Linked DNA regions of Scylla paramamosain: region 1 is linked to region 2. Evidence: chromatin contacts called from public Hi-C data. All regions are on one chromosome and are shown on one strand. The core of a region is the stretch at or near the end of the contact, and the rest is flanking DNA. Distances in the headings are between cores, read along the strand shown. Region 1 overlaps LOC135108749. Region 2 overlaps LOC135108693.

What was found. A called contact is a pair of places that touch in the nucleus more often than the background predicts.
Region 1: a contact with region 2 is called in a Hi-C map of testis, with 2.7 times the contacts expected there. The contact joins two enhancer-like sites. A contact is called at or near these places in 2 of 2 Hi-C or Micro-C datasets (muscle and testis).

Annotation. Positions count from the first base shown.
Region 1 is chr2:4,508,041-4,514,559 of ASM3559412v1, forward strand. It overlaps LOC135108749, which reads left to right. Exons shown (of 40, transcript XM_064019831.1): 8 at 1-157; 9 at 2,528-2,688; 10 at 5,202-5,307; 11 at 6,245-6,367. Among protein-coding and RNA genes, the nearest start is that of LOC135108812, 23 kb to the right of the region's middle. Within about 2 kb of position 2,636, the one cell type or tissue checked has an H3K27ac peak away from gene starts, as active enhancers do.
Region 2 is chr2:4,414,808-4,420,943 of ASM3559412v1, forward strand. It overlaps LOC135108693, which reads left to right. Exons shown (of 8, transcript XM_064019829.1): 8 at 1-1,719. Among protein-coding and RNA genes, the nearest start is that of LOC135108693, 18 kb to the left of the region's middle. Within about 2 kb of position 2,799, the one cell type or tissue checked has an H3K27ac peak away from gene starts, as active enhancers do.

The sequences.
Region 1 (6,519 bases), core at 1,386-3,885, 93 kb after region 2:
CCTGATGAAGGCCAGGGAGGGCGTGATGAAGAGCAAGGAATTCGGGAGTGATCTGAGCAAGCTGTACCCCGTGGTGGAGCCCAACCTGTCTGACTCCGGTGCCGTGGACTGCTGCCTCGAGTTTCTGGTGATGGCTGGCGGCCGCTCCCTGCCCGAGGTCAGTGTTGATTTGTAAACTCATTATACTATAACAGTATTCATTTTTGTCGTTAATTCGCAGCTTCCAAATCCTTTTTTTATTAACATATTTGCTTAATTTATTTATTTATATATTTTTAGTTGATTGTATTTGAGAACATGCGCGCAATTGAACTCTTGAACACTGAATGAAGTTTAAGTAGTTGATGTGATCTCAGATTAGAAAAAAAAAAAAAAGCAGTCATTTTTCAACCATTGCAGGTATTGGTGTTCAAGATTGCTTGCTGAAATATTGTGCTAACGGGAATAATGTCCATTATAAAACTCAGCCTTATTATCACAGAGCAACATTTTAATTTCATGCTACCAAATCTCTTTATTAATTGCGAAACATTAGAAATGCGTGTAACGGAAGAGGAGATGCATGTGCTGCCACAAGTACCGAGTGGCAAACGCATTCTTCACGACGCAGGCAATACCATCAGCCACATGACATTATCTGAATATGAAATTAAAAGAAAATGTGGTACTGATTATTGTTTTTTTTTTCTTCTTTTTTTTTTTACAATTTCTCTATTATTTATGTCAAAATCAACATGTCCACTTATATTATGAAGCGATAGGAACACATTCTTACCTTGATCTTTCTTTTTTTAAGAATACATTTGCGTGTTCTCAAAACAATTACGTACTTCTTGTTAGTATCTTTACAAACAACACGATAATGTAATGAAAACGACAGCAAAGGTGAGTCGCAGGATCTTGGCATCTTGCATCAAAGTCTGTCATTGTAATAAAAGAAGACCGTGACCTATCCTGCAGATCGTCTGTTGATATCCAGTTGTAACAGAACACGGACCAGTGATACATACAAAGCCTCGTGCATATTTATGAACCCTCCGTAAATATACAGACAGTATTAGTAGTTTATTGAAAAAGAGTGAATACCTGTATTTACCGAAGTTGTATTAATATTTATAACCTGTACTTTCTACTGACAAACAAATATTTGTAAACAAGATGTGATGTTTCATGTAATTTTTTTTTAAATGCATGCAGAACAATGGATTAGGCGGCAGGCAGATGTGTGTACGAGATGGACTTCATGTAGACTCTTGCAGGAGTGTATTGTTGGAGTTGACAGTGCTACAACACGTGTTGTGTGAGCTGGTGTACATTATAAATCACAAAACTATATTAGCCAAAGAACTTTTTTCTTTTTTTTTCAGCTAATGGTGTAGACTGGATGGGGGATGAAACATTGTAAGGCAGAAATTTGATGAAACTGTATAGTTGGTTGAGTAATGACGCTGTAACGACGTCATAAAGACAATTTGTGGAACCCTCATGTGATAGGTATGTTCATAGGAAAGTGTTTAGACAAGAGAAACACTCACTCACCATGCTCACGAAAGTAATAACCTTGCTCACACATTACTTCACATTTTCACTGGTGAGTCACAACTAGAAGAAGGTGATAAAAATTATTGTCGTCGTTAAACAACACATCGCAGTCACCCGCACACTGTAAAGCGCTTTCTTTCAATATTTAGTCCATTTTATACTGACAATCCTTACAAAACTTGACACCTGATAAGGTTTTAGCAGATCAGATAAAATAAGATCGTAGAAAAAGACGCAAAACACTGTGTAAATAAATGTGGCAGATTACCCGACTTGAGGCAACGACTGTGCTGTGTGGCAAGGATTCAAAAGTACCCTTCACTGATGCCTTGCTGGTAGCATCCCCATGCCATATATGATAGATATCCTCACACCTTCAGAAGTAAAATATATGCCTCCCTTATTGTCTAGGGGCTTTAATGTATTTATCTGACCTGTAATACAAAGGCACAAAGAGGTGTCAAGTGCGGCAAGTGAACTTGTTAAATTAAGTGAAGCAAATGTACCGCTCACTGCCTGCAGCAGTGGAGACCAAGCATTTTATAGTGTTTTACAGCTCCATTACTTGACTGGACGTCCTGACTCTTCATTAACATTTATCAGGGTATGTAACTGACTGTTATTTGACCGTCTAGTGGGCGGACTCGAAATGTACAGATGAAGGGCATGGTCTGAATTCAGTCACTATGCCACTACTTAACCCTCTTTCGGCTACGTAGCTCAACTGAACTGCAAGTAATGTTAAACAAGTAACGTTTTATGTAAAACAGAATTTTAGTCATTAATGTCGAGGGATCAATGACTTTAGTGTTCTTCACGTTTACAGCTAAGAGTGCACGGTCAGGCAGTGTTGGAATGAAATTCGAATAATGACCCTAAGGAAGTGAGGTATATACTGTGTAACACTGGTGATGGTGAACACTATTATCCTTGTATCATTATCCTTGTGATGCATTGCAATTCTTCAAAAACATACCCTTTCCAGGCCATCATGACCATGGTTCCTGAGGCCTGGCAGAATGATGCGCTGATGCACCCAGAGAAGAAGGACTTTTACCGGTGGTCAGCCTGCGCCATGGAGCCCTGGGACGGACCTGCTCTCATGACTTTCACTGACGGACGCTACATTGGAGCAATTCTGGATAGGTGGGTACCATTCCACCCTGGTTTTAATACATTCTCCTTCCCAGACACCTGACACACTTGCACATGAGGAATGAAGCAGTGAGGGGTTCTCTCACTGTATTTAGCTGTAAGACAGGTTGGTGCAACACGGGCCAGTTTGCGTCATGCTACAAAAGATAACATGCAGAAGTTGGCATCTGTGTCTGTCCCTCTCCTGAATTTGTGTTTGCTCCTATGATGCCTGATTTGTTCAAATTAAAGCATATATTTACTGCATTTTTGCTTGTAGATGCACAGTAGATTACAACATAAGAAGCTTCCGGGAAGCTTGATAAGTCTTAAAATGATCTGTGTTTGGCATGTTTAATGTTCTGGATGGAATGAAAGTCTATAAATAAGCTTAAGCTTAAAATTAGGTTGATCAGTATTTTACAGCCATCCATGATTAGTTCCTAAGGAATGATCACTCATTAGATTTATTTAAGCTTGCAATTGAAATATGCACTATATATGACAGGATCATCAAAGCATCCTGATGTGATTGATTTAAAATGAGTAAAAATTACAAAAGAAAATGTTGGTTTTATGGAGCTGTGACCATGCTTTGAGCCGTGTTGATCCACTACAGAGTGTTGTCTCCCAAGCATTACCAACATGCATGTCACTGGGGTGTTACATTGTGAGGCACAAAACTAGTCATTACAGCTTCTCATGTCCTTTGATTCCAATAGGTAGTGCATATACAACACATGATTTCTTAAATATCTATTGTCATTGTAACTGTGTAAGTAAGCATTAGTATGTCTGGTGGTGGAAGTAAATATTAAAAGGGGCATTCTTTGTATGATTAAAAGATCTGATTTCACTGAAATAAGCAGAGCTGGTCACTTTGTTAATCACTTCTGCAAATTGCAAATTACAAAATTGCAGGAGTGTCATTTTGTTTCCAAATTTGCATTTGGAACAAATTTTATACAAAAATTTTTACTTTGCATCTGTGGAAGTATTCCCACATATGCAGACTTGCTCACAAACTTACTCTTGTTCTCGACAGAAAGTCAAATATATTATATTAATATGTACAGATTTAAAATGTAATCTATATTTTACATTTTATCTTGTATTTTCCATTCAGTACTACAAACAGTTTCCAAATTTTGTAAAATCATTTATTGTTAGTTAGAGTAGTTACATTACTCAGACTAGCAATAGATGATACAGATACATGGCTGTAGGTAGTGGTTGAGTAACAAGAATGCTTTTAAGGCTCAGGTTATAAAGAATACCAACCTGAACTAAATTAAATCCTTTAATGGTAAGTATCTAGAATCAGATTAACCTACTGTGGCAGTACTGAAAGGTATACATATTATTTGCATTTGCAGAACTGCAATATCAGGAAGTTTGTGACTTTGGAGTTACAATTTTTTTCTTTCTTTTTATTAGGGTGATCAGCTCTGGTAATAAAAAGTATCAGTATCTACATATGTGTATCATGACAGTAATTTAAGTAAAAATTATCTTAAATGTACTTATAAAGCTATCATTGAATATTTACAAATCATGGTTCATTATAAACTGTTGTTTAAGTGCAGCATTTTCTGTATACAAAGTGTGGCACTGAAACATGAATGCCCCTTTGTGGTCAATGTGAACTAATAATACAAACACACACTCACACACAACAGCCAGAAAGACATTGAACAACTAGGAAACAATTCCATGAATGGATCTCACATTCTATGTGGATTTCAATGTAGCTTGTGTTCAGATCCACCCTTTGAAGAAAACCCAATGCAAGCCTGGTGTTTATGTTTAGATAATGAAAATAATACTTGTTTTAACAGATTTTTTATTAATTATGTCTTTTCACTCCAAAATCTTTGTAATCTGTAGCTGATGGGAATAATGTTGATCGGCTCATTTCCATAGCAGAGATTGATACTCTCTAATTGGATATTACCATGCATAGCACTGCTTCATCCTTATGCCTAAGTTGATTAAATGCTTCTTATGCATTCTTCTTCTTGACACACACACTTTATCTTCTTTTATTTTATTTTACTGCATTTTTTTTAACGTATTCATAGTCTTTCTGTTTTTACTTTCATAGTTAAGAAATTACTAACAAGCATCTAACCACACTTCTTATTTCTTGAAATTATAAAGGCTTCTAGGGAACACTTTGAATTTAGGTACTTATTTCCTTTTGCTAGACCTAAGCATCCTCTGCATTATTTTTGTTGATGAATACTTCCTCAAGCTTGAATGCATGAATCTGTGTTTCAAAACTTGTACAACATAGAACACCAAACTTGTGGGCTGTGAATGGCAGAGAATGACTGATTTTGAAGAAACAAGCCTTCAAAGTTCTCAGGATTCTGCTGGACAAATGTGTGCAAGATGCTGAGAGAATCATAGCTGTCTTTAAGCACAAAATTCTTCGCTCTTTGGATGGATCTTGTTCAGAACACCTCCTCAAGATGCAGACAGCAGAACACTAACAGCCTCGTTTCAAACTCTCCCTTCAACAGGAATGGTCTGCGTCCTTCTCGCTATTACGTCACCAAAGACCGAGTGCTGGTGATGGCTTCAGAAGTGGGCGTATATGACACAGAGCCCGAGAATATTCTGCAGAAGGTAACCAGAGCCATCATCAGCCCGCCAGCTGTTAGGCAGTGAGCAGATTATCAAGCTGTGCAGAATTGGTGGGCTGCCGATTCCACTTGCCCAACAATCTTCATTAACAGTCACATCATAATTCACATCATCATTTCAGGACGTGATCAAGAACATGCTCATTTGTGTTTTCATAGACCACAGCAGCTCTGTTCTCATTATCATAATCACCTCACTGACACGTAGCAGCTAGTGTTGAGATGACGAATTGTGAAGAAGGCTGAGGTGTCGTGTCTGTAATGGGTCAGACTCTGGGAAGAATCATACAGTGTTCACTATTTCATAATGTACTATGTTGGTTGCAGTCTGAATAAGCTGAGTTTAGCAAGTATGTTACTGATGTGATCTTTCTCAAAGTCTCCCATTGCCAACCCAAAAGGTAAGTTATATCAGGTAAGAAGAACAAGAGGATCTGCACATCTTTAGCACACCATACTGTTCCATTTAAAATAAAAAGTAAATTACTTATGCTTACCTCCATATAGATTTATTTTTTGCAAATAACCCCTAGCACCTGTACTTTATTTAATCTGCAAAAAAATTTCTACCTGATTTTATATTTTCAGCTTTACAGGTCCTGATGACGCTGGAGAGGAGAGGCTTTGGCTTCTACATTGCACATCTGGCTGTTGACTTGCTTATCAGACACCACATTGAATCAGGCACAATGTTTAGATACAACTTTAGTTATAGTTGTTGTTTTTTCTTTTTTACATGTATATTCTTTTTCCATAAATATTGCATGTATAGAACATTTTCTATATTGACAGCAAACATGTGGAAGATGTTTGCCTACCAGCTGTAGACCATCTGCTAATGGATACAACATTGTGCCTGGCTCAGTATTGACAAGGGTTTGCAGAATATGCCCACTTAATTTCCAAATTCTTATTTGCAGGGTCGCCTGAAGCCTGGACGCATGTTGCTGGTAGACACCCAGGAGAAGATTCTGAGTAAAGATGAAGAACTCAAGCTGCAGATTGCCAGATCAAGACCTCACTCAACCTGGATCAAAGAACAGGTTAGTGATTTGTGCAGGTGTTTGGAATAGGAAAATGTTGACCGTGCTGTTAAATAAGTTTTCTTCTGTTCCTTTGTAATAACCTCACAGCTTTGAATTATATATGTAATTCTATGTGGTTCTGCTGCCCATAAGAACAGTATTGTGTGCAG
Region 2 (6,136 bases), core at 1,549-4,048:
AAAAAAATCAAATCTGAGTCTGATTCTAAGACTACCACCACCACCTACTACTGGTATTGCTATTACCGCCACCATTGCCACCGTCTCTATTACCGTCTATTATTACTACTCAAACCCTTGGATTAAATCGTCCTTCATTCCTGCAAAGCCACAGAGACACACATACACACACACGATGAACTGGAAGTTTACGACCCCACGTGAGGGTCTCCTTCCCCCTTAAGCCTAAAGTGTCAGCTATTGTTAGTATCACTTCCCTGACATCTCGCCCGCCACCGACAATTCCTCATCTCACAGAATGGTCGTCACTCCTTCAAACGTTGATTAAGCACCTGATGTTTCCCTTGCTGGATCTTATACACGTGTTCAAAGAGGGTGATCATAGTGAGAAGGAAGCGTAGGTAGATGTACAGAGAAAGGCAAAAGTAAGGTAACTTCACCAGTTTCTTATGTAAACTTCCCGTTTGTAACAACTCGCTACCTCAGCCTCATTCACATGTTTAGATGTGGTGGGTCAAAGAGAAGGAAGGGAAGATGACTGGTGAGAAAGAGAGAAGGGGTTAGGTAAGGTAGCCAACCTCTCCGGTCCCTTATATAAATTACCTGATTGTGACAGGTCACCGGTCCTCACATGACTGGGGAATTCACGTGTGTGGGATGAAATATCTCGCCTGTGTTTCCTTGTATCCTCGTGTCACCACTCACTCGTGTCAGCCACAGCACACCACGCCTCGCAGATACTGCTATATTTGTGCTAGGGAACTGATGTTACTCTCTCTCTCTCTCTCTGTCTCTCTCTCTCTCTCTCGGTTGTGACAGCGTGTTTTAGCGATGACTTTCTTGGCAGTTGATGGTACATATACTAGGTATTTCAGCAACCCTTTCAGTATCGTAAAGCCAGTAATGACATTCTGGATATTATTTAGAGGATTTTACTAAGTTTAGGATGATATTTTTAGTTATTGAAAGGTTAAAAAAAATCTATACATAACTATTTTCTATACTTACTCAGCCCTGATTAACAACAGGTGAATATATGTAACTTGGACTCTGTAGTATGAATGGCTTAACATTTTTTTTTTTATCCAACTTTGTGTGTGTGTGTGTGTGTGTGTGTGTGTGTGTGTGTGTGCGCGTGTGTTCTATGGTTAAAATTATGTAGTACCTAATATAAATAAACATATCCACACCAGCCCTACGTAGTAGCACCCAGTCGGTGGTTGGCCTGGTGCCTCTCGCTGTGCCTCATGACCCGCATCATCATGCAAGAAGCGGAGTCGATTTAGAACTTTGGCGCGGCGCTTGTGACCCTTTAGAGATAGAATCCTTTCCTGTTCTACACTGATTTGTTATTGTTGTTGTTGTTGGTGGTGGTGGTGATGGTAGTAGTAGTAGTAGTAGTAGTAGTAATAGTAGTAGACAATGATATCACCAGGTTATAATTCATTCGTATGTAGTTCAAAGCGCACGATGCAAGCAACAACAGAATATATATCCAACCACACACCTCAAATCAACACACTACAGTGACTACACCATTTCACAATCACCAAGTAAAATCTGACACCATAAGTACTACGTCCTGACAACATCAAAACAGTATCACGCAACATCGCCTGCTCTCAATACAAACCCACCCACGCACTATCACCACGCACGTAGGCAAACACTAAAAAATAAATAAATAAATAAATAAATAAAATAAAATAAAATCTTGCACTTAATATTTACTTTCCCCTTTCAGTATCTATGTCACAGGGTTGTTACTAGGGCCTGGCTGGGAAGAAGCAATGTGACTGGCCCATCATGGAGGCGGCGGCTGCCCAGAAACCAAGTTAGGGAAGGGGAGGGGGAGAATACCGTGTGGATACTGCGTAGTGGGGTGACGGGCACGCCGGTCTCACGTGACGAGGGTAGCGTTGTGGGGCGGGGGGGGGGGCGGGGAGGGGACACGGGTGGGGATGGGGAGAGGCGCGATGACAGCCGGGAAGGTGTGGGGAAGGGGGGGGACGGGAGAGGTGAGGGGTGCAGGTGATGGGAAGGGAGTGTTGGAAAGCTTGGAGTGGGACAGGTAGGTGTGTAGGTGGGTGGTGGTAGGCTGGTGGCAGGTCATGTTGTGTGCGAAACGCTTCTCTCTCTCTCTCTCTTGAGGTCGAGGCCACCTAGTGCTTACATCTGATAAGAAACGTTATGCATGACAGCTGATAATAAATAAAGCAATAAATCTCTCTAAGAGAGAGAGAGAGAGAGAATTTCCACCCAAACTTTTTACCGCTCCGTTTCATTCCCCTCCCCTTCCAACCGTCACCCCACAACACAGCTTCCTCCCACATACCATATTGCCTCAGTGGCATACGATGCATGACCATCCTCACCAAGCAGGAAAAAATCAGTTTCTAAAAGCAGCTTGCTTGCACTGTTACCAAGTAAGCTTAATGCATTGTGTTGGTAATAACAAGTGTAGGATAGGTAAGGATGCACTGGGGCATCACAACCAATAATTTAGTTTATGCGCATGAGTGAAGCAGTGCTGAGGCAAAAACTGAATAAATGACTGCATGGAGAAGAGAGGACCGATAAAACATGATATATAACAAGAGGGGGCACTGCGCCTGCGCCGGGTTGGGAAATTAAAGCCACAGCAGACGACCTCCACCCCCAGTACGCGCTAGGCCGGCAGAGGGGTAGGACACCACACCGCGAGCTGCTCTCTTGTGACAGAACGTACTTCACATACTGATAACATACTAAGAAAAGAGGGAGCAAGCGTGTACGTGACGGCTCCTGATTGAGTTAAGCAGTCTAGCTTTTGTAAGACGTTCCCGCGGTTTTAGTTTCGTGTCGGTATAAGCTTAGTTGTGTTCTCCCGGCATCAGGAAGGAAGGAGGAGGACGGCAGTGCACCAACCCGGCGTTTATAGGTAAGTGGCACGTGCTGTCTTGTTTCGCGGCGCCAGGGTGTCGGCCCAGGTGTTCGTGTGGTGTGAAAGATATCAGGAGCGGCGGGCCCTGTTTCCTGTGAGGCGTGGAGGTGTGCGAGGCAGTACTGGAGGCGCTGCAGTGTGGGAGGAAAATGAGGCGTGTTTGGCTAGACGCCGGCCGGTGACTGACTGGTGGTGGTAGTGGTGGTGGTGGTGGTGGTGGTGAAGTGTGCGGTGTAGGGAGTGTGTTTGCTTATGTTTCTTTTAGTGGCATGAAGGATTGGGTTGAGAGAGAGAGAGAGAGAGAGAGAGAGAGAGAGAGAGAGAGAGAGAGAGAGACGTATATATCAATAGTAATTATATCCAGATGATTATCATGCAGAAATATAATTATAGAGATACAATCATAATTCAGAGATAAGGGAGGAAGGAGCATGACAATAATTATAGTTTGTATCAGTGCCGTATGATCGCCACGCTGCTGCACGCACGGGGCTGGCCACTGCTCCTAGTGTCCGGAAATAGCTCACATTTTTGCAACAGGAAGGAAGGAAGGAAGGAAGGAAAGTCGCGTCTCAAAGTTATGTTTATTTTTGACACCTGCTTCCGTACACAAGATTCTCGTTTTTACCTGTACCTTCACCCTCTCTGCCGTGTATTAGTGCAGTTTGTAAAGTAACGTAGCGAAATATACAGAGAGAGAGAAAACGTCATAATGATAGTAAGGAGCTTCTTGTCTACTTTTCCTAATCACATGAAATATATAAATGATTTGCTGACGGGATAAATTTTTCCTCATTCAGTAGTAAACAGGACGTAGTTTACCTATATAGTTTACCGTAATTCCCAGTGACGTAAGTAATTCTGGGCTACAGGGAGGGTATCACGTCAGATTAGTATAATAACTCCTTTGGGATTACCAGAGGCTTAGTTAATAATCCTCCGAGAGGCTGCCCAACGGAAAGGGAAAGGAGATGGTATGGGTACATAGTTAATTTTTATGGAGAAATGTAGAAATTAAAGTGGGTTAGAAATTAAGGTAGGAAATTGTGTAAAACTATTTCCATGGAATCTTATGTACTATGACGTATTTACAATTCAACATATCGTCAGTATTCAAAGAATCTTAGAGAATCACAACAAATGCGTAGAAAAGTATTTATGATTTTCCTTCTGTTAATTCCTCACATTATTAAACTTTAAACAGTAATCATTTTTCATACATGCACTTAACAAGCTCTGTGGTACTTCATGTTGAGATATCTAGAAAAAAAAAAAATGTATATAATAACCTTCCTCCCTAAAGATTAATTTATGATACGGACAATTTCTTAGATTATAATTTTTCAGAGGCAAGTGATAGCGATAACTCTTCAGCATTATCAGTGAGGCAAGGATGTTGGGGACGCGCTGGAGGCTGGGTGGTTGGGACAGGGAAGGGGCGGACGAGGGTGACGAAAGCTGGGATGAAGCAAGCAGGGGTGAGGGACTTTCTTGCTGCTCATTCCAGGTATTGACGTTGCGTGTGAGGGTGGGGACCGTTTGTTTTGGTGAGAGAGAGAGAGAGAGAGAGAGAGAGGAGAGAGAGGAGAGAGAGAGAGAGAGAGAGAGAGACGAGAGAGAGATGAGAGGAGAGGAGAGAGAGAGAGGAGAAGAGAGAGAGAGAGAGAGAGAGACTCAATCACACACACCACACACAGTCAAGATTACGAAAAACAACACTATGCGCTTGCCAATTACTAAAAAAAATCGCTTGTACTACATGCCTTACAGTCTAACAAGATAGCATGACTCATTTAATTAAGCTCACAAACCACACACACACGTCTTCGCACATGAAAAAAATAACGAATACAAAGGCAACAGCCCCGGCACGGTCATACATACATCACTATGCAAATCATGGACATCGCTACCGTTGGGCCGCGAGTTGCAGGTTGCGGGCAAGGACGAGGAGGCGGGGTGTTGTGTTGGTCTGAATTGTGTTGACGTGTTGTGGGCTGGCCGACACGACTCGCGCTCTCCCGAGGTTCAAGGTGACGCGCTTTAAGTTTGCACGCACGTGGGAAGGAGCTGGAGGCCTGCAGGGATTGGAGAAGAATAACAGTATAAATGAAATAACAAAAGAAGTGTCATGTTTACTGGTATAGACAAGAAGCGGCGAGTCAAGTTTTCTCTGGTGTTCTCTGGTCTTAACAGTGTGTGACCTTGGGGATGACAGCCACGGTTTGTTATTGTTGTGGTCCTGGTGAATGGGTTCGTTGGCTTCCTCAGTGACTTACGGCTGGTGGATGGTAGGTCGGTGGGTGGGTGGATGTATACAAGAGCGGATTTCATTATGCTTTCTCTCCGTTGTTGTTCGTCTTGTCACTCACTGGCTTGCAACTTTACCTTCCCCACTTCCTACTTCCATCCATCAAAAACATGCCTGCCTGGGCCGAGAGTTGAGGCGAGGCTAACCTAATACAGGCTGGCAAGACGCGAAAGGTCAGCTGGTGAGTTTAATTTCAATACACACACACACACACACACACACACACACACACACACACACACACACACACACACACACACACACACACACACACACACACACACACACACACACACACACACCTCGCTATCTCATTAGTCAGTGTCCTTGTTTGTCACTTGGCAGGCTGAGGTATGCGCCCTGCTTAGGCTTAGCTCAAGTCAATACAGATTTTCATTGTTGAGCGAGCAGCTACTGTCCTCCTTAGGCAAGTGGGTGGCTTGGTGCGTGGTGTGTGAAAGGTCTCAGCCTCGCCTATTGATCGGATATATTATGTCAAAGCTCTCACCGAGTGGGCAAAGTTGGCGATCAGAATTCCAGCACGTGGTCCTCAGAGACTGGTTGCTCCTGTATTTGTAGGCCAGCAGTGCGGAGACGGTGGAAAGAAGGAAAATCGACTGAAAATACGAGAGGAAAGGAAGTAAAGTGTACAAGATAAGAATAGAAGGTGAATGGTAAGAGTGACAGTAATTAATGCAATTTTGCGAGATTTTGATTTATTTTGCAAGTACATAAAGTTGAAAATAAGCGAAAATATGGACTTTTACTGTTTTTCACTGACGGCACTCTTATATATAGAACTAATATACTTTAATTAACTTAACCCTTCTCTTCTGACAAATAATTATGTGTAATCATGTACTCATTTCCCTGAAAGCTGGCTCTTTTTTTTACTTTTTTAA